Linked DNA regions of Mus musculus: regions 1, 2, 3, 5, 6 and 7 are each linked to region 4. A link is a contact called in public Hi-C and promoter capture Hi-C data. All regions are on one chromosome and are shown on one strand. Each heading gives the region's core, a stretch centred on a gene start, on an enhancer-like site or on the middle of the called end of the contact. The rest is flanking DNA. Distances are from core to core; before and after follow the strand shown.

Region 1 (2,700 bases), core at 33-2,532, 600 kb after region 4:
AACATACCTCTGCCTCATGTGGCTGTCAGGGTGGCCTAGGCACAAAATAAGAGGGCATAGCCATCACCCTTGGAGGAGAATTGGGGCTCACCGTGTTGGTGAGGTAATCAAACTGGCAAAAAGCCATGCCTCCTGTCTAACCACAACACTGTCCCCGACACCCCATGCCAATATGAATGGACCCACTCTGAACTGTGAGCTGGATTCTGAATTCTGTGTATCTCCCTGGGGTATTCTCATGGGTACAGCATTTCTTTCTTCCCTCACATATGTCTGTGTACAATGAGTATGCCCAGTGCCTATGGAGGCCAGAAGAGGGTACTGGGTTTCCTGGTGGTTGTGAAACCACTGTGTGGATGATGGGAACTGAGCTCAGGTCTTCTGCAAGAACTCAGTAGTTAATACTGTGCCACCCCTCCAGCCCTGGGCATGACACTACTGTATCTTTTTTTTTGGGGGGGGGGGAACTTTTGTTTTTCTTTCTATACTGGAGTTCAAACCCAGTGCTTTGCGCATGCTAGGCAAGCCACCAGCTGAGCCACACCCTAGGTCATTGTGTCTCTCTTTCTGTATCCCAAATTGAAATGTGTTTTCTACCTAAGTTCACTCAATGAAAGAGCTCCCTCAGAGTACTTCCCCATGGAGAAGCATATTCTATTCACGTGGTCTGTGTCTTTGAGCGGCTGTGTTCGCAGACTGTCTGCTCATTAGGCTAGCAGATACATGTGTCTGTAACTCCTAACGCCTCATTCATTAATCTCGGATTCCAGCGTTCCAGGTTTAGTTTCAGTTATGTCTTAGCATGAAGGGAAAGAAGATACCAGCCACCAGTGTCTGTAAATGCAATGGGACAAGGAGCTTCAGCAACCAGGAAGGAGAGCAAGGCATTATCACTCCCAATGAAAGAAGAGGACCCCCAGCTGAACCTCACAGATTGTGACAATCACGGAGTCCTCAGTCCTTCCAACGTCCTGATGTCTTCACGGAGCCGTGAGTGAGTGAGTATCCAGGCCAAGTGACAGAGGGAAGCACACAGAAGTAAGGAAGATGTCACAGTTGTAGCAAGCCAAGCTTACCCTCGGAAGAAGCCAGAATTCAGGGTGCAGGTGTGTGTTTTTCACATAGGATATTAAAAAAAAAATCAAAGTCACACAGAATACTTTGCAACACAGTTTTCTACCTCATTTTCTCTGTGGAACCAGCAGATGTTACAGTGCTGGCCCCAGGCTGTGGGACCTTCCCTCGGGGCTCTCTTTGCTCTGTGCTCCTTCCCTTCTGAGGATTTCTCACATCATTGGGTGTGGATGTGGACTAGCTGGTACTGTGCAAGCTTTGCTTTGCTTTGAAACTATCATAACTTCCTTCTTTCCTCCTTCCTTCCTTCTCCCTTCCTTCCTTGCTTCCTTCCATCTCCCTTTCTTTCTTTCTTTCTTTCTTTCTCTCTCTCTCTTTCTTTCTTCCTTTCTTTCTACTCACATAGTACACAGCACAGCAGGATTGACATCAGTCCTTCATGCATCTTTGGCTACAGTGCCTCACAACACAAGGACAAATACAATGGGGGAGGGGGGAACTATCACCCTGACGCCAAGTGAAGTTTCTTCCCTGACAGCTTAAGCTAAGACACCATCACCCATTCATCTGCAGCAGGAGAGCTTAACTTCCCTTTGAAGGATGGAACAAAGCCCAGTGCCTTCCTCTTGTATGCGTCTAGCTACTGTGCCCACCCCACAAGTCTACGACAAGGACCAGTGGTCTGAAGTGTTTGAAAGTGAAATGTCCCCATGTGTTTGAACATTTGGTCTTCACCTGGCGGTGCTGTTTGAGGAACACTGTGGAACCTTCTAGACTTAAAGACTAGCTGGTAGGTATAAGAGCATGGGCATTTGGCTTCTGAGCAATAGCCTGCTCCCACTTCCTGCCTGAGTGCTCCCACTTCCTGCCTGATTAGCTCTTTGCTGCATCCTGACTGCCAGCTGCTCCTTGCTGAATTCTGTTGGATGTTTGGCCACAACCACAAGAAAGCAATGCATGTCAGGCCTACCAGGGAAGCAGAACTTCATACCTAACGGTCCAGGCCTCCTGGGATGCAGGTCTCAGGAGGACGGCTCATACCTCACCCCTTGGCCCTGGCCCAGAGATGGTAGCCCCATCGTGGGCACCACTATGTCACTGCAGGTGCCATTCCCTTTGACAGGCAAGCCTTTCTCGGATGCCCTGGCCCTGTGCCCAGGAGATAAAGATGCAAGCAGGACAGATTCAAGCCACCCTTTCTTCTTAAAATAAGCCATTCATTTTTCAGGGAGTGAGAGCTATTTTTGACTGCATTTGCTCCTTGGCAGCTGTTTCCAAAATGGCTTCGCTGGTCTAAGAATCCATGATTCATCCCTGGGCTGGGCGAGGGCTGGGGACATGGAAATTCCAGAGGGAGTTATAAATGTCACAGCACATGCTGGAGGCTCCCCAGCCCCTCTGGGAAGCCAGAAAAGAGTGTCTGCAAATTCCACAGCCGGTGGGAAACAAGAGCCAGCATTCAGCTGGCGTGGGTCAAGTGCTCTTGCCCTGTCCAGTGTGGGAATCAGACAGCAGCAACCAAAACCCCAGGGTCTTGGGATTGTCCCCAGTCTGCGGGCCACCAGGTCCCTGCAGTTGGTTTCTATCGTGTCCTTGTTTCCACATCTGATTTATTGCTTTCTTTTC
Region 2 (2,719 bases), core at 159-2,658, 550 kb after region 4:
GCTCTAGCAGGCCCAAACATGGCAAATATGGCTCTGGCAGACCTTGATCTTCTCCCCCATTCCCTCTGCCTTGCTAAAACCCAGTTAGATTCCTAAAGCTAGCCACCAAGGTCTATTCCTTTATTTGGCAACTTCCTCCTCCTGAGGCTGACCATCAAGGACCAGCAATCAAAGTATTGAAGTCCAGCAATCAAAAGCCCACTTTGGCTCACCTAATTAACATGCTCAATTAAAGTTAAACACTTCATCCTAACGCGGGGCTTTCCTCTTTCCCTTTATAAACCACCATTTGCCTATGGGCCACATCTCTCTCCTCTCTATCCAGAGGCAATTCTCTGTGTCCCACCCACTCCAGTACAAATACCCCTCCCCCCTCTTGTGAATGAATGTTTGTCTACTTGTGTGTCTGTGTACCATTGGCATGCTTGATGCCTGTGGAGGCCAGAAGAAGCTGTCAGATCCCCTGGAACTAGTGTTATGGGTGGTTGTGAGCTACCATGTAGTTCTGGGGACTGAACCCTGGTCCTCTGTAAGAACAATCAGTGCTCCGAACTGCTAAGCTCCCCACACCCCTCACCCATGCTCAAACTGTTTTATGACAGCAGCAGAGAGAAAACTAGAACAGGGTGCCGGAGAAAGTGGCGAGATAAATGCTCGTCTTCTCAGCCGTCTCCTCAGCCTGCCTCCGAGTGTCCTGCGGTTTCAGGGCAGAAGAGGGAACTCTCTTAATTATTTATTATAATTTTCCTATGGTTTACTACCTTACATATTTTATGCCTGACAAATATGCGGCCTGAAAAATCTTCCCCACAAATCAAAGATGACTTGATGGTTTTGTGGAGTTAAAGTTTTTAATCCCGAGGGAGCACATGAGCATGTGGGGTATTTCTGGGGGTTTGCCTTGTGGATGTTGCAGTGGGGTGATCATCTATGTGCGGGCACTGGCCTGAAGTCTGGGATCCCAGGGGAGGAGGGCAAAGACATCTCAGGTATTTAGAAGCAGCAGTGAACCCAGGGGAGTGACCTTCTCGGCTATCAGACACATCTCCAGGTCCCAAGACAGAAACCTAAGCCTTTTCCACAGCTCAGAGGCCCAGAGTGCTCAGCACCTCTCTGATCTTTTATCCCTCTCTCCTGCCCGATTACTGGAGGCTGAGGAGAGGACAGTGGCTGGCTCTGATGTGGAGCTCAGAGCAGCCCACGGAATATCCCTGACAGGCGCAGTGTGGCTGCCAGACAACCAGGCTTGCTAGCTTTATAGAGACTCTCTTGCCTGAACCCTCTTTCAGAATACTTCATCTAAGTTGCCACAGGATGTGACCAATGCCTCAGGATGCCACCCACAGATGTTTGAAGGGTCCCTGGGGGGCAATAGAGACCTCTCATCCCTTCCTCTGCTAGCTCGGTGACGAAAGAGCCGGGTGAGTGAGTCAGACGTGGGCAGAGATTGTCACACATAGATCAGTGTGTTTACATCCTAGAGCAATTGGAAGAAAAAAATAACTTGTTGTATCTCTCCACAAGTTGATGACTCATCCATTCCTTGCGACGTGTTTTAGCTAAGAAGTAATAACTCTTCATTAGGAGGCTGCCCAAGGGTGCTGAGTTGCCATGGCAACGGCCCTTCACACAGACAGACGTTCATGATCTCCCTAGGTATCTCTTCATCTGACATCATTCCAGGACATTCAGTATTTGGACCGGAACATAGAAGTATGGCAGACATTTGTTTACAAGGATGGGCATGTCTGTGGCGGTGCCTGAGTACCCGAGAAGGGCAATTTGTCAATTTATATGGGGTAGAGATATATTTAGTCCTTGGTTATGGAAACTAGGAAGGCTGGGAGCATGGGGTTGACGTCTTCTCTGCTCATGATGAAGCAAAGGGTGTCACATGGTGAGACACGGCAAGCTGGTCAGAGGAAGTGAAGGTGCTAAGGAAGCCAGTCCTGAACAACCTGTCACTTGGTTAATGCTAGAGTAAAGGAGAGTGTTCAGTATCTCCTCCTTTCGGTAGTGCTTCCCTGGGGACCAGGTTTCTAAGGCTTGGACTTTGTGGAATATATAGCAGGGTGCATATAAGTGTAATAGATGTATGTGTGTATAATATATGCGTATATATATTACATGTATAATACATATCATATAATACATGTATTAAATAATATATTGCATGCATATATGAATATATTACACATGTGATACATATTGTATAACACATGTGCATTATAATAATACATATCATATATATGTATGTGTGTACATATGCAATATAATGACACTATATAATTATAATATAGATGCTTTCTCTAGGCTGGACAGGACCCTTGCCATCTTGAAGTAGAATAGCTGTGATCCTCATGAGATCTGGTCTGTTAATGTTCCTGCATGGAGGAATGGGAAGAATTCACCAGGCAAAGGAAGCACAAGGCCTCCCAAATACCCCCACGAGTTCCCTCCTCTCCCAAAGATGTCAGTCACTATTAAGTATGAAATAAAGAGTTGACTGGGCTGGGACTTGCTGTCAGCGTGGCTGCCCTTGAGTGCTCTTGTTCCTGTAAACAATCTCCACAGAGCCACCCATTCACTCCTTGGACGAACACTTCCCTTTGGCTTGTTGATGTCCTCTCTATTTGGGATGAGCTGGTGCCACTCGGGTCTCCCTGGGAGGGGGTGGCTAGATGGTCTCTGGTAACCTGGCTGCTCTCCGCTGCCTTCT
Region 3 (2,700 bases), core at 131-2,630, 950 kb after region 4:
CTTGCAACTTCATTCAAATGGCAGAGCTAACAATTCCCGTTTCTGTGTTCCCCCTGGCATCCAAACAGCAATTTTAAATTCTCGGCTGTCTGTCCCAATGGCTACACTCAAGTATACGACCGTGTGTGTACATTATGACAAATGTTTGCACCTAGGGAGGTCCTTCTGTTTTGGAGGCTGTATGACCATGTCGAACTCCGTAGCCCTGGCTGTCCCAGAACCCACCACATAGAGCAGGTTGGTCCTCAACCTGTACAGCTCTTGCTTCCCTCTCTGCAGCTCCAAATATACCCGTCATTCTCCTTGCCCCGGCCCCACTAGTTACTTACTACAAATCACACGTGGAACCGACAGTCTCTGGTTTGTTTCTCTGAGCTGTGTGTGCAAGTGCGTTTGATCCTGGAACTCACTTTGTAGCCCAGGCTGGCCCCAATCTCACAATGATCTTCCTGCCTCTGAGTGCCAGCATTAAAGCCGTTTACCACCGTGCCAAGCTCTATGAGGTTTGAAGGTTTCATAAAAACAAAGAAACAGCAACTAGTGTGTTCGTCTCAATTTACAACACTGAAATCAAACAAAATGCAGATAACTGAGTTGGCAAAGAGGGCTCACGCTAATCACCTTACCACTGACCAGAAGAGGTAGGAGAATCTACTTCCGAGGACTACCGGGCTGCGTCTCAAGACAACAAAGAAAGCCCGTAATAATCCTCATAATTCTGCAGACACTATTGGCAGATTCTAATGTGAGACTTTAACTCCCTGTGCAGCTTCGTTCACGGACTATGCTCTTGAGAGCTTCAGGCCTGAATGCGGATCTGGAACCGAGCCCTGATTACCTTACTTAACCCAGAGGTCTCGAACCGGAACCGGGAGAAATCTCAAGAGTTTAAGGACCGCAGAAAAGCAAAAACAAAGCAAAGCCAGAACCAGGCCCGGCGACTGCAGGAGCCGGTCCCGGAGCAGGCTGCCCGGGGGGCCTTTGTTGTGCCCTCCGCGGCCTCCGGGGAGCAGCAGACCGGGAGCGCGCAGCGGCCGTCCCGGAGCTTGGAGCGGCCCAGCGGCCGTCTGAGCTTCCGTTTCCTCCTCCGCGGGACCGAGGTGGCCGAGGCAGCCCCGGAGCGCTGCCGGCGGGCCCGGACAGGCAGGTGGAGCTGCGCGCGCGCAGGCCGGCGACGCGCGCCCCGGGCGGAGCCGCGAGGAGGAGGGGAGGGCGGAGGAAGCGGCGCGCCCGCCCGCTAGGCCCGGCCCGCCGCGTGCGCGCGGCCCCCGCCCTCTCCGCCCGCGCGCCGGGTCGCCGGGGCCGTGGTGTACGTGCAGCGCGCGCGGAGCGAGTGGCGCCCGCAGGCCCGCGCCCTGCCCGCCCGCCCCGACGCAGCCGGCTGGGCCCGCCCGCCCAGGGCGCTGTGCGCCGCGCAGGCCGCGCTCTCTCCGGCGCGATGCGGCGCTAGGCGGCCCCGGGCAAGGCAGGCGAGGCCAGGGCGCGCGCGGCCTCCCGCAGCGGGCGGCGGCCCCGGGCGGGCGCCCCGACGGCCCCGCCGCCGCCCCGCTCCCGGCCCGCGGCCCGCCCTGCCGCGGCCATGGCCAGTGACAGCGGCGGGCCCGGCGTGCTGAGCGCCAGCGAGCGCGACCGGCAGTACTGCGAGCTGTGCGGGAAGATGGAGAACCTGCTGCGCTGCGGCCGCTGCCGCAGCTCCTTCTACTGCTGCAAAGAGCACCAGCGCCAGGACTGGAAGAAGCACAAGCTGGTGTGCCAGGGCGGCGAGGCCCCCCGCGCGCAGCCCGCGCCGGCGCAGCCCCGCGTCGCGCCCCCGCCCGGTGGGGCCCCCGGAGCCGCGCGCGCCGGCGGGGCGGCCCGGCGCGGGGACAGCGCGGCGGCCTCGCGCGTACCGGGCCCGGAGGACGCGGCGCAGGCCCGGAGCGGCCCCGGCCCAGCAGAGCCCGGCTCCGAGGATCCTCCGCTTAGCCGGTCTCCGGGCCCCGAGCGCGCCAGCCTGTGCCCAGCGGGTGGCGGCCCCGGGGAGGCGCTGAGTCCCGGTGGAGGGCTGCGGCCCAACGGGCAGACCAAGCCGTTGCCCGCGTTGAAGCTGGCTCTGGAGTACATCGTGCCGTGCATGAACAAGCACGGCATCTGCGTGGTGGACGACTTCCTGGGCAGGGAGACCGGGCAGCAGATCGGCGATGAGGTGCGCGCCCTGCACGACACCGGCAAGTTCACGGACGGGCAGCTGGTCAGCCAGAAGAGTGACTCTTCCAAGGACATCCGGGGGGACCAGATCACCTGGATCGAGGGCAAAGAGCCCGGCTGCGAAACCATCGGCCTGCTCATGAGCAGCATGGACGACCTGATCCGCCACTGCAGCGGGAAGCTGGGCAACTACAGGATAAACGGCCGAACGAAAGTAAGTGGCTGGGGCTCTTGCGACCGGAGGAGGGTCTGTGAGGACCACCCCCCGCCCCCGCAGACCCGGGGCCCGGCGCTCTGTCTTAGCGTGGCTCCTTTTGTCCTTGTACTGTCTGCCACAGTGCACAGTGCAGAGCCTGCCGGAGCCCTGGTCACTCGTGGGGGTCGTTGGGGTACCAGCTACACCGGGTCTGGGTGATGCATCTTATCTTGCCTGTGTGCCTGAGCTAGTTAAAAGCCCCGCGGTTTTTAGCGCGCACCCGGCTCTGATTGAGAGCCAGACACTGTGTTTAGCTA
Region 4 (2,700 bases), core at 41-2,540:
TTATCCCTGCTTATTAATCAGGGTTAGGATTCATTGCTGGTTTGGCAATATCAAGAATGGGCTTTACTCTGTTCTAGCAGCGATCTAGCGCCACCTAGCGCCGCAATCAAAATCTGTTCTTCTCTTTTTTTTCTCTCCTCCCTTCTTCCCCCGCCCTTCCCCGCCCCCCTCTCCTCCTGGTTGAAATGGTAGATTGCTATCCCAGATTATGTTCAGGAAATATATAAGAAGAAAGAAAGCTGGATGTAGTTGCTTATGCTCATAATCTCAATACTCTATAGAGAATTGCCATGAATTTTCAGGCCAGCCCGAGCTACATAATCCCTTCCAAGCCAATTCAGTCTACAGAGTGAGACCGTGCCTTATCAGTAAGATAAAACAATGTAAGGTAAAAATGTGTGGTTAACTGAGGCTCCAACGATTATTTCAGAACGGCGGTTATCATTTCTGTGCGTCCAATTAGGTAATCGGGGGTGGAGGAGAAAAGTCAGGGTGGAAAGAGGTCAGTGGGAGCAGACCATGTCGCACATGAAACTTTAGAGCCTCTAGTCTGTAGCCAACCAAGGTCACAGGGATCAAAGCCCCGCAGGTGGAGCTCAGAGGACATCGCTTTGAGTACCGCAAGCCTAGGCCTCCAGATTATACAAACCTTTTGGGGCAGGAGACAAAACAAAAACAAAAGCCAAGAAGTTTCCTGTCTGTGGTCCTCACACGGGAACATTCTTGGTTCTCACACCTTGCAAACTTACTCTTGGGAGATTCAGGAGAAAAGGCAGGTGGAGCTCCAGCCACCAAGGAGAGGGAGGGACTGAGCTCCTTCGCAGACTTGTGTGGGCGCAGGGCGGAGCCGCCGGAGCATCCTTGAGCAGCCATCGCAGAGCATGATGGGAAAATCCTCCTTCCCTTGGACATGGCGCGCACCTGCCTGGCAGCCCCAGCCGGCTCCAGCACCGCGCTGTGCCGGTCCGTACTGTTCAGCGTCTACCGCGGTTTGGGCGGTGGCGGCGGGGGTGGGACCGCGCCTGGAGCACACCGGCACGCGCCGACGTACTGAGCTCCAGGGTGCTGAGCTTAGGGTGCTGAGCCCCAGGGCACGCTCGGTTTCTGCCGGACTCTGCGGGCATGGCGTCCCAGGTGCTGCAGCTGCTCAGGCAGGGTGTGTGGGCCGCTCTCACAGGGGGCTGGTACCACGACCCGGAGCATAGCAAATTCACCAATAGCTGCCACCTCTACCTGTGGCTGTTCCTGCTCTTGCTGCCACTGGCTCTGCACCTGGTGAGTCCCCAGTTTAGGGGTGGGTGGAGGAGGGGGAGGAGGAAAGGAAAAGGAGGAGAAACAGGAAGCGGAAAGGAAAATTAACAGGAGAAGAGAGGGAAGGGGGAGAGAAGGAAGGAGATGGGAAGAACTAAATAGGAAGTAAGGTTATGAAAGAAGGGGAGGGGGAGCCACAGAGGATGCCCAGGATGGGAAGGAATCAGTGACTTTGAGAAGTAGGGACGGAAGAATGAGGCAAGGGGTTTTGGGACAACAGTCCTGCAGGGCACTGGAGAGTCTCCGGAAAGAAGTATGTAGGACTTTGGGGATTGTGAGCTCATTAAAAATCGATGTGGGCTGCCTGGATGAGTCAGGCCCTGCTGTCTGAACGGTTGAGACTGGCTTATGGGTACCAACCATGGAGCCTCACGACTTCGGATGATATCAGCTATAACACCAGCTATAACACCTCAGGTGCAGTCGCAATAAAAAGGCAGTACGAATCCCTCTCAGGGCGACCTGATTTCGGTTGTTAGTCGTTTTTTCTTTTTTCCTACTCTTCTCTTCTTGTTTTGCTTTAGGAAGGTAGATTCCACTGTCAATCACTCTGCAGTTTCACTATGGTGTAGAGAAGTCTGAAAAAAAATTAAAAATATACAGGAGTGGATAAATGTCATACACCTATGCCAGAGCAGTGTGGCAGCTCCTCCTCTGGGATGGCCAACAATGGGGGATAGTGAATGCTTACTGAATGGTTACCTATGACCTTCATAGGTCAGTTAAACATATAGGTAGCGCAAGGCGTGATGGGGCACCCTTAAAAAGCTGCCTGCTGTTAACTTGCCGGTGAGGCGAGGAGCCGTCTCTGATGTGTCTGTGAAGGACTTTGTCCCTAGAACAGTACATGGTCATGTTCTGCTCCACAAAATCTTCAATGAGTTTGCATAGGTGACAGATCCTGAGTCTGACCTTCGAGATGCCTGGTGGCTTGGCACCCCTAGACCCTGGCTCTTTTACTGGCAGGCTGTTCAGAGCTGTGGTTCTGGAAACAGACTGGCTCAGCTGAACTCCGGGCCCAGCTTTTCCCAGTTCTGGGACCATGGAAGGAGTTGACTTACTTTGACATTTTACTTTCCTTGGCTGTAGAACAAGATACTTGCTCCTGTGTGTGTGTGTGTGTGTGTGTGTGTGTGTGTGTGTGTGTGTGTGTGTGCTTGAAAGCATGCAGAGAGATCAGAAGACAACTTGGCAGGGGTTCCACTCTGGGGGATCCTTGGATCAGGATTGGTGGCAGGCAGCTTTACTCTCTGAGCTATCTTACTGGCCATTAGAACCAGTTTGTGCCAGCCGTGGTGCTCAACGAGAGTACATATGAAGTCTTCTTCAGGACAGTCTGGTTTATTAGACTGACACTGGACCTACCCCGACCTTAGTTTTCTAAGTGGA
Region 5 (2,700 bases), core at 78-2,577, 880 kb after region 4:
GGTGGATTTCTGAGTTCGAGGTCAGCCTGGTCTACAGAGTGAGTTCTAGGACAGCCAGGGCTACACAGAGAAACCTTGTCTCGAAAAAAAAAACAAAAACAAAAAAGAAAAAAACACAAAAACAAAAACAAAACTGTCCACACATTAGCTGGGACCCTTCTCTTTACAAGGTGCAACCTAATTCTTTCTTCCTAAATATGAAGCAGTTTTTACTTTGCGTTACTTTTAGCAAATGCAAAGTGGCAAACATCTATATCCCAAAGCCCTTGACTATGGTGGCCTATATTAACATTAGTAAACAGTAAAAAGTCCCACATAAAAAGCATTAAATGTTAAATAATATGGAAATATCTGCCACATTCTTACCAACTGTTCTGTATGTAACATCATCTTCACACTTACCATTTACTAGCACATATATTTATATTTAGAGTGTGTTAGATTGGTTACTAGACTGGCAAGACTTATTTTGAGGTAGCACTCTGCATAGAACAGGAACTATTAGTGAATCTCGTACATACATGTACACTGGTATTCTTGTTCTATTAACTTGGTCAAGTTATCCTGATATCGGAATGTTTAGAATACAGATTTTTTTTTTTTCTGGGCAGACCTAGCACCAACACGAAACATTCAGGAAAACTAAGCCTTACATCGGCATGGACTAAAGGCTCCCTAACCGACCCCACACCCGAACACTACGGCGACACGATTGTTACGGTTATGGTTCTAATTCTCCTAATGGAAACTTACATTTGAAGGCCAGCATCACCGGCGAAGACAAACTGGCATCCTTCCCCTCTCTCCTTTGGTTATGTGGGAAGGTGTCATGCTTCCTCTTCCTGAACCCTCCTGGTCCTTAGGCAGAAAAGAAGAGATGGATGGAGCCCTTGCGATGCCGCGCTAGCACAGCCCAGGCTATCCCCTTCGTCCCCCGGTACCCACAGGGCTCGACCTCTCCAGCCACACACAGGTCCCCAAACTCGTGCACTGGTGCAGGGGTCGCACAAAACGCGGCTTGAGACCCCAGGCACCCGGCTGCGCTCTGGGTCGGTCCGCAGGGTCCCCTGGGGGCGTGCGATGGATGGCACGGTGACAGCCGAGCACAGGGGCCAGGCCCTGCCAGCCCCTCCCCTCCACGCGCCGGCCCCGCACCTTCTTTGCCGTTCATGGCCGCGGGGCCTCGGCTTGCACGCGCAGGGATCGCAGCCGCCGGGCCAGCTCAGCGAAAGGCCGTCGCGGGACGCCGCGCTGAGCCCGTGGGTGACAGCGCACACCACCCTGGTCGCAGTAGGCGGCCGCCGGAAGCGGATCCTTCACGCAGCCTCAGCCGGGAGCTGCGTCCGCCGCGGAGTCCCCTCGGCCGCACACACTTCCGGCCCGTGTCCCACACCGCCTGGGCGGGCATGCGGGCGGGCGCGCTCCTGCAGCAGCGCACGTTTCCGGCCGGGCTCCCGGCGCGCTCCCTGTGCTGCACATACTTCCGGTCTGTGTCCCGGCTTCTCCCACGTCCAAGTGCCTACCCGGCGCTCTCTCTCAGTCGCGCATGCTTCCGGTGTGCCAGGTTGTGGTGCAAGCCGTTGAGTGCCTACCTGAGCTGTGTAGTCCTGTCGCGGGCAGCGGCCTCCTGTCCCCTCGCCTCTCTGAGCAGCCTCCTGCGTCCATGCATGCCCTTGGCATGTGCTGGGTGCGTGGCACCTGGAAGTGTCGCAAGGTCTTCGAAGAGAAGCAGCTTTGGAATAGATGGAAAGTTTGGTCACATTGTCAAGCCCTAAGGCTGTTGTTTGAGCACATGCTACCTCACCTAGCTAGTACCATTCCTTTGAGGCTTCCAGCAGCCCATTAGAGACCATGCTCAATTAAGATTACTTATTGAACAAAGCCCAACATCTTGAGTCAAGTTCAGCCATGTGCATGTTACAGACATTTTAGTCACACAGTCTGTTCTTGTTAACTTAGGAACAGACACACTTATGGAAATGATATACGTAGAATTAGCCAGTGAAGTCAAGGCCACAACAGCATCACAGGAGGGTCTCCCAGCTCAAAAATCAGGCCATAAGCTGTCACCATTGAATCAGCAAAAAGCTAGATGGTTTGGGCAGAGTCCTGCATGAAAAGGCTGTGGGGGAACAACAATGGATGAATGTTGGACACATAACCATCTTGAATTTCTGTGACTTCTGAGCCCACATTCACCAGTTGTCTTAGCGTTTGTATTCCTGCACAAAACATGACCAATAAGTTGGGGAGGAAAGGGTTTATTCAGCTTATACTTCCACATCGTTATTCATGCCAAAGGAAATCAGGACAGGGACTCACACAGGAAGGAACTTGGAGGCAGGAGCTGATGTAGAGGCCATGGAGGGGTGTTTCTTACTGGCTTGCTTCCTCTGACTTGCTAAGCCTGCTTTCTTATAGAACCCAGGACCACTAGCCCAGGGATGGCACCACCCACAATGGGCTGGGCCCTCCCCCCTTGATCACTAGTTGAGAAAATGTCTTACAGCTGGATCTCATGGAGGCATTTCCTCAAGGGAGGCTCCTTTCTCTGTGATAACTCCAGCTTGTGTCAAGTTGACACACAAAACCAGTATTCCACTATTTTTGACGATGTGGGGCTACAGGGATTGCTCAGTAGGTGAAGTACTTGCCCTGCAGGCATACAGGACCCAAGTATCACCGAGAACCCATATAGAA
Region 6 (2,739 bases), core at 18-2,517, 660 kb after region 4:
AACTGCCTTTTGTGTGGCAGGATTACTCAGGAGGGTTTGGGCTGCTTCCCTTCAACACGCCAGGCTTGGGCATCAATGTTGAGCAAACCAGAGGCCAGAATGGAGCTCAGTGGGTAAAGTGCCTGCAGCACAAGCAGGAGAACCCATGTAAAAGACCTGGTGTGCTGGTGTGCGCTGGGGAGGCTGAGACACAGAGGTCCCCCGGGGTTCACTGACCAACCAGTCTAGCCTTCATGGTCAATTCCAGGCTAATGCTCCTCTCTCAAAAAACAAGATATATGGTACCTGAGGAATGACACCCAAAGTTTACGTCTAGCCTCTGCACAGATACCTACACATACACACACACACAGACATATACATGCACACACATACATATATATATATGTACACATATATGCATACAAACACATATACACATATGCATATATACACACATATATACATGCATACACATGCATGCATATACATACATGCACACACATATACACATAACATACACACATATACACATACACGCACACATATGCATACAAATACATATGCATATACATAAATACATACATGCATACACATATACATACACACATATACATGCACACACATTCACACATATACATATATGCACAAATATATACACATATATACACATATACATACATACACATATACACACATAAGTACATGCACACACATAGACACACATACACACATGATAAACACACACATACATATATATGTATATATAGATATATATACACATATACACACACAGACATACACACACACACAAATTAAAATTGCACAAAACCAAACTTGAGCAGACCAGATTCCAATAGGACCTTCTGAGGAAAGCCAGTCGGTAAATGAGATCTACAGCATCAGACAGTGCCTGAACAGTTTCCCTCCAGGAAGATTCAGGGTCTGGAAGCAGTGACAGCACACTACCGGGACTCCTTTGAATAAGGAAGTACAGAGAGGAGGTGGAGAGATAGCTCAGAGGTTAAGAGCGCTCATGGTTCTTCCAGAGAACTCGAGTGAGCTGGGTACTCCCATCAAGCAGTTCACAATCACCCACAACCCCAGCTCCAGGGGATCTGACACATTCTTCTGCCTTCTGTATACCCCCATGTGTGTGGCACACACAGACATACAAATAAAAATAAATCTTTAAAACATTTTTTCTAAAAGAAGGAAGTGAAGACAGACCACAGCTGGGGACTCCCCCGCGGGAATAAGCTCCAAGACATCTGGGGCTAAGGATTCCGACTGGCGGAGTAAGGCGGACCTAGGAGAGGAGGACCAAGTGCCACCTGGCACCCATGTGTGCTCTAAGTTTTAGAGTATAGCACAAACCTGTGTGACCATGAGACCCTGAGAGCACCTTTTTCAAAGGTGAGCCTTTCCTGGAGTCTCATTGTTGCCATCCCAACCAGCACTACTTTGTTCTGTAGCCATGGTACCTGCAGCTTGCCTGGAGATGACGGCATTTAGGCTGGCAGAGCCTGCCCCTCATGAGGCACTGCGGTATGCCCCGGATGGAGCAGAGTAAGGGCCATTTTCCTTTCTTATACTGTACTTCTACCTTGTCAGGATCTGCCCGACTTATGTCAGAGAGATAAGGCCTGATTTGTTATGAATAGGGTCCCCATAAATGCACAAATGGGGGAAGTACTGGTGGATGGAAAAACAGATGCTCAGTATAGACAGACAGAATGGCATTAAACTATTAATTGGGAAGGAAGGAAGAGCAAGACAATGTGTGTGTGTGTGTGTGTGTGTGTGTGTATGCACACACATATATGTGTGTATATGTACATATGTATATATGTAAGACAAAGGTCTGCTCTACACAGCCAGCCTCTTGCCTGTTCTAGCCTGGATAGTTAGTCCTGGCTCACAACTAGCCTCTGGGAAACAGGAAGATCCTGTCTTTAACTGCCCTGGTCCTGTTGAGGAATTAGATGTGGCCTAGGTATGATGAAGAATAGAGTGCTATTCCATTTCTAGAAATGGGATGCCCTGCAGGGGTGGGGAGTCTCTCAGCTGCCAAAGGACAACAGTGTGCATTTGTTAGTGGAACCTGTGTTGCTAGTGTGTGAGGGTGTCCTTGCCACCCTGTGGTGACTGTGACCACCCTGCTGCCTGTTTATCCCTCAGCCTTTGCCAGCAAATGACAAAGAGTCTCCATGGTGGAAGACTCCAGGAGCCCTGAGGTCTGTTTTCTCAGATGCGCTGAGCTATGGTTAATTAATGGAGGAAGTGCAGATGCCCCAACCCTGGGCCCTGGAGCACAGAAAGTGATTCCACATTTTTCTAAAAGTACAGGAAACAGGCAGATCAGAGGCGCCAACTTCCTTCCCTGGGGCAGGTGAAGGAGGCTGGCAGCAGGCAGGGACATTAATTAACAGAAAAGGACCAGCAGGAAGGAGCCTCTCACTGGCTACAGAGGAAAGCCCTCCCTTACCCACCTGCTCCTTCCATTACACTCAGGGTCCAAGGCCAGGCTAGAGGGCAGAGAGCTCGAATTCTGGTTGGTTGAATGGTTTCTAAACCTATTTATGCCAATTGTACTTAAAATCCTAATTATATCATTTAGATATGTACCATACAAACCAGTGCAATGTTACTGTAAAAAGAAAAGTTCATATGCACATTTCTTTTAACGGAAAGCCTTGGAAAGATACAACAATATCGGAGAGAGGCAGAGAGGAGCTGGACCCTGGAGGCTGCTTTGCA
Region 7 (2,700 bases), core at 199-2,698, 530 kb after region 4:
AAGTTGGAGGGGAAGGGTTTATTTGCCTTACACGGTCATCTCACGGTCCATCACTAATGGAAGTTGCAACAGGCACTCAAGCAGGGCTGGAACCTGGAGGCAGGAGCAGAGGCACAGGCCGTGGAGGGTGCTGCTGACTCCCTTGTTCCCTCTGGCTTGATCAGCCTGCTTTCTTGTAGAACTCAGGACCACCAGCCCAGGGATGGCACCACACACGATGAACTGGCCCTTCCCATAGCAATGGCTGATTAAGAAAATGCCCTACAGCTGGATCTGATGGAGACATTTCTTAACTGAGGTTCCCTTCTAGAGGATGGCTCCAGCTTGGGTCAAGTTGACATAGAGCTATCCAGCACAGTGACCATTGGGTAAATCTTTTGGAATGTACAGACCTCTAGCTCTGCCAACCCCAAAGCTAGGAATGTTGTCCGATAGCATCTGCGACCTATATATAGAAAAGCTTTCCCCATAGTGCCGTAACCAGCTCTGATGTTTCTATCAACCAATGTATTTGGATGTACGACTTTATTCAGTTACCATAAAAACTTTATGCGGGCTGGAGAGATGGCTCAGAGGTTAAGAGCACTGACTGCTCTTCCAGAGGTCCTGAGTTCAAGTCCCAGCAACCACATGGTGGCTCACAACCATCCATAATGAGATCTGATGCCCTCTTCTGGTGTGTCTGAAGACAGCTACAGTGTACTTACATAAAATAAATAAATAAATCTTAAAAAAAAAAAAAACAACTTTATGCAGTGGTTATCGTGTCGGAACATAGAATTTGGGTGACCTGTATTGCCTGGATTCATCCCCAACACTTCCAAAAAGAAAAAAAAAAAAGTCAACAGAAGAAAAGCTCTGTCTCAAATCAGGCCACGGAGATTATTTGTAAATGTGCAGCCGGGCCTTGGGGGACTTGGAACGCTACAGTGGCAAGCAGCTAGTGTTTGTTTTTAATCGTTCCTTCTCCGGCTCACTTTCTCTTAGCCAGACAAAGTTTATAAACTTGGGGCAGCTCTGCATTTCCCCCCAAGACATTTTCAGGCTGTAGTTCTGGGACTCTAGCTGATGAGGAACATTCCAGAACTACCATCCTCCTGCCATCAAGGGCCGTGAGGGTGACTGAAAGAAAATTGGTTGGCTTGTCTCCCTGGCTCTACCTTGAGGACATGCTTGCTTCTACTTCCCATTCCATTTATTATTGATAGGCTGTTTATTTTCCTCACTTCCATGAGACTTACAATCCGAATGAATCGCTCTGGCTCTTGGCTGGGGGAGGGGAAGCGCTTTCTGCTGTAACTCACTGATCCCTGCATAGGGCACTAAAGGGGATGGGGACTTGAGGGGTGGGAGGAGGTGCCGTCAAGCTGGGACAGGGGTAGGGGCATGCATAGGTTTAGGTCTTACAGTGACTCAGCTGAACACCCCAGGCAGCCAGCTCCAGAAGGCCCATAATTCTCAAGGTCACAGCCCTCCAGAGTTGGCTGGGGATTAAGTCAGTCTCCTGGGAGCCCTTCATGTGCAAGTTCCTTTGTTTAATAGAAGGAGAAAGGCCTGGCGGGTTGCCTTTCCTGCCAGCGGAGGGAGGGCTGGGAATAAGTTCTTTCTTAGTCCCAGTGGGTTAGGGACAACAGAGAAGTAAAGTGCCCTCTAAGGCACCGGAGACATGTCCGTCTGTCAGTCCATGTGTGCCTCTGGGTCTCAGTCTGCCCCCAACTCCACACCAACCCCTTCATAAGCACCCATGAGGAAGAACTGGCCCAGAAGTGCAACCTTGACCCTGGCCTTCTTGGTCCTCCATAGAGAGGCATGGAGTAAACATGGCTGTGCAGTGCTTTCCCACAGGCTATGACACTGTACGTCCTGGGGACTTCCCCATGCTCTGCGGAGATCCCAGGGACTTGGCTGGTTTTTGATGTCAACTTGAGACAGGTAAGACTCATCTGGGAAGAGGGACCCTTAAGTGAGAAAATGCCCTCCCCACCCCCACAACTCCCATTGGTCTGTGGAACCTTTTCTTTTCTTTTTTTTTTTTTTTTTTAAAGATTTATTTATTTATTACATGTAAGTACACTGTAGCTGTCTTCAGAAGAGGGTGTCAGATCTCGTTACAGATGGTTGTGAGCCACCATGTGGTTGCTGGGATTTGAACTCTGGACCTTCGGAAGAGCAGTCGGGTGCTCTTACCCACTGAGCCACCTTTTCTTGATTAATGGGTGATGTGCATAGGCCCATCCCGGGGGATCCTGGACGGTAGAAGAAAAGAAAGAAGGCAAAACGAACCACCAGGAACAAGACAATAGCAGTACTCCTCCGTGGCTTCTGTCTCAGTTTCTGCCTCCAAGTTCCTGCTTTACTCCTGCCTGACTCCATGCAGTGATGGATAGTTACCCGCAAGTATAAGCAGAATCAAACCCTTTCCTCTTCCAGTTTCCTTTGGTCAAGGTGTTTGATCACAGCACTAGAAACCCTAAGACGTTCCTGCTCACTGAGAGCCACAGCTGTGGCTCCTCTCAGTTCCTACTGCTTCTAGGGTCTTGGAGTCCTGAGCTGCTTCTACTCTGGGGCCTGGATGGCAGCAGTGGACCCTCCAGACTTTCTCACACATTACCTGGAGACTGACTTCCTCAAGTTGACGCCAAATGGCCTCTTGGACTGGCCTGGCTGCCAAGTGTGAGCAAGCACAGGGTGTGAGTTTTG

What was found. Promoter capture Hi-C pulls out the DNA fragments that hold promoters and counts their contacts. A called contact is a pair of places that touch in the nucleus more often than the background predicts.
Region 1: a promoter capture Hi-C map of pre-B cells shows a contact between it and region 4, with 2.2 times the contacts expected there. The contact joins the enhancer-like site here to the promoter of A730098A19Rik in region 4. A contact is called at or near these places in 10 of 39 promoter capture datasets (embryonic stem cells, hematopoietic stem and progenitor cells, hippocampal neurons and 5 more), 1 of 115 datasets of contacts at active chromatin or transcription factors (embryonic stem cells) and 2 of 9 other capture datasets (adipose tissue and liver).
Region 2: a promoter capture Hi-C map of trophoblast stem cells shows a contact between it and region 4, with 4 times the contacts expected there. The contact joins the enhancer-like site here to the promoter of A730098A19Rik in region 4. A contact is called at or near these places in 8 of 39 promoter capture datasets (the HPC-7 cell line, HPC-7-derived erythroid cells, embryonic stem cells and 4 more), 2 of 484 Hi-C or Micro-C datasets (nephron progenitors and peritoneal macrophages), 1 of 115 datasets of contacts at active chromatin or transcription factors (embryonic stem cells) and 2 of 9 other capture datasets (embryonic stem cells and liver).
Region 3: a contact with region 4 is called in a promoter capture Hi-C map of embryonic stem cells, with 3 times the contacts expected there. The contact joins the promoter of Egln1 here to the promoter of A730098A19Rik in region 4. A contact is called at or near these places in 11 of 39 promoter capture datasets (the 3T3-L1 cell line, cranial neural crest, embryonic stem cells and 6 more) and 5 of 115 datasets of contacts at active chromatin or transcription factors (craniofacial prominence, embryonic forebrain, embryonic hindbrain and 2 more).
Region 5: a contact with region 4 is called in a promoter capture Hi-C map of stem cell-derived epiblast-like cells, with 6 times the contacts expected there. The contact joins the promoter of Tsnax here to the promoter of A730098A19Rik in region 4. A contact is called at or near these places in 8 of 39 promoter capture datasets (the 3T3-L1 cell line, the HPC-7 cell line, cranial neural crest and 5 more), 1 of 484 Hi-C or Micro-C datasets (bone marrow-derived macrophages), 3 of 115 datasets of contacts at active chromatin or transcription factors (astrocytes, embryonic forebrain and embryonic stem cells) and 1 of 9 other capture datasets (liver).
Region 6: a Hi-C map of bone marrow-derived macrophages shows a contact between it and region 4, with 12 read pairs. The contact joins the enhancer-like site here to the promoter of A730098A19Rik in region 4. A contact is called at or near these places in 15 of 39 promoter capture datasets (the C10 cell line, the HPC-7 cell line, the SN4741 cell line and 7 more), 1 of 484 Hi-C or Micro-C datasets (bone marrow-derived macrophages), 3 of 115 datasets of contacts at active chromatin or transcription factors (embryonic basal ganglia, embryonic stem cells and stem cell-derived neural progenitor cells) and 1 of 9 other capture datasets (macrophages).
Region 7: a promoter capture Hi-C map of stem cell-derived epiblast-like cells shows a contact between it and region 4, with 2.8 times the contacts expected there. The contact joins the enhancer-like site here to the promoter of A730098A19Rik in region 4. A contact is called at or near these places in 12 of 39 promoter capture datasets (cranial neural crest, embryonic stem cells, hippocampal neurons and 5 more), 1 of 484 Hi-C or Micro-C datasets (bone marrow-derived macrophages), 1 of 115 datasets of contacts at active chromatin or transcription factors (embryonic stem cells) and 1 of 9 other capture datasets (adipose tissue).

Annotation. Positions count from the first base shown.
Region 1 is chr8:125,292,828-125,295,527 of GRCm38.p6, reverse strand. No RefSeq gene overlaps it. Among named protein-coding and RNA genes, the nearest start is that of Gm30713, 92 kb to the left of the region's middle. Within about 2 kb of position 1,282, at least 103 of the 459 cell types and tissues checked have an H3K27ac peak or open chromatin away from gene starts, as enhancers often do. A contact at or near this core is called in adipose tissue, hippocampal neurons and pre-B cells, where this site is marked.
Region 2 is chr8:125,342,855-125,345,573 of GRCm38.p6, reverse strand. No RefSeq gene overlaps it. Among named protein-coding and RNA genes, the nearest start is that of Gm30713, 42 kb to the left of the region's middle. Within about 2 kb of position 1,408, at least 101 of the 459 cell types and tissues checked have an H3K27ac peak or open chromatin away from gene starts, as enhancers often do. A contact at or near this core is called in trophoblast stem cells, where this site is marked.
Region 3 is chr8:124,947,934-124,950,633 of GRCm38.p6, reverse strand. Egln1 (egl-9 family hypoxia-inducible factor 1) reads left to right here and starts at 1,380. Exons shown (of 5, transcript NM_053207.2): 1 at 1,380-2,401. The coding sequence starts at 1,580. It overlaps Gm46060 (a long non-coding RNA gene), which reads left to right and starts at 2,409. Exons shown (of 2, transcript XR_001778719.2): 1 at 2,409-2,700.
Region 4 is chr8:125,896,504-125,899,203 of GRCm38.p6, reverse strand. A730098A19Rik (RIKEN cDNA A730098A19 gene) reads right to left here and starts at 1,290. Exons shown (of 2, transcript NR_155422.1): 1 at 750-1,290. Pcnx2 (pecanex homolog 2) reads left to right here and starts at 887. Exons shown (of 34, transcript NM_175561.4): 1 at 887-1,275. The coding sequence starts at 1,123.
Region 5 is chr8:125,011,668-125,014,367 of GRCm38.p6, reverse strand. Tsnax (translin-associated factor X) reads right to left here and starts at 1,327. Exons shown (of 6, transcript NM_016909.3): 1 at 1,156-1,327; 2 at 754-858. The coding sequence starts at 1,171.
Region 6 is chr8:125,239,194-125,241,932 of GRCm38.p6, reverse strand. The region is part of intron 11 of Disc1 (disrupted in schizophrenia 1); the gene reads right to left. Among named protein-coding and RNA genes, the nearest start is that of Gm30713, 150 kb to the left of the region's middle. Within about 2 kb of position 1,267, at least 20 of the 459 cell types and tissues checked have an H3K27ac peak or open chromatin away from gene starts, as enhancers often do. A contact at or near this core is called in bone marrow-derived macrophages, where this site is marked.
Region 7 is chr8:125,368,804-125,371,503 of GRCm38.p6, reverse strand. No RefSeq gene overlaps it. Among named protein-coding and RNA genes, the nearest start is that of Gm30713, 16 kb to the left of the region's middle. Within about 2 kb of position 1,448, at least 33 of the 459 cell types and tissues checked have an H3K27ac peak or open chromatin away from gene starts, as enhancers often do. A contact at or near this core is called in adipose tissue and stem cell-derived epiblast-like cells, where this site is marked.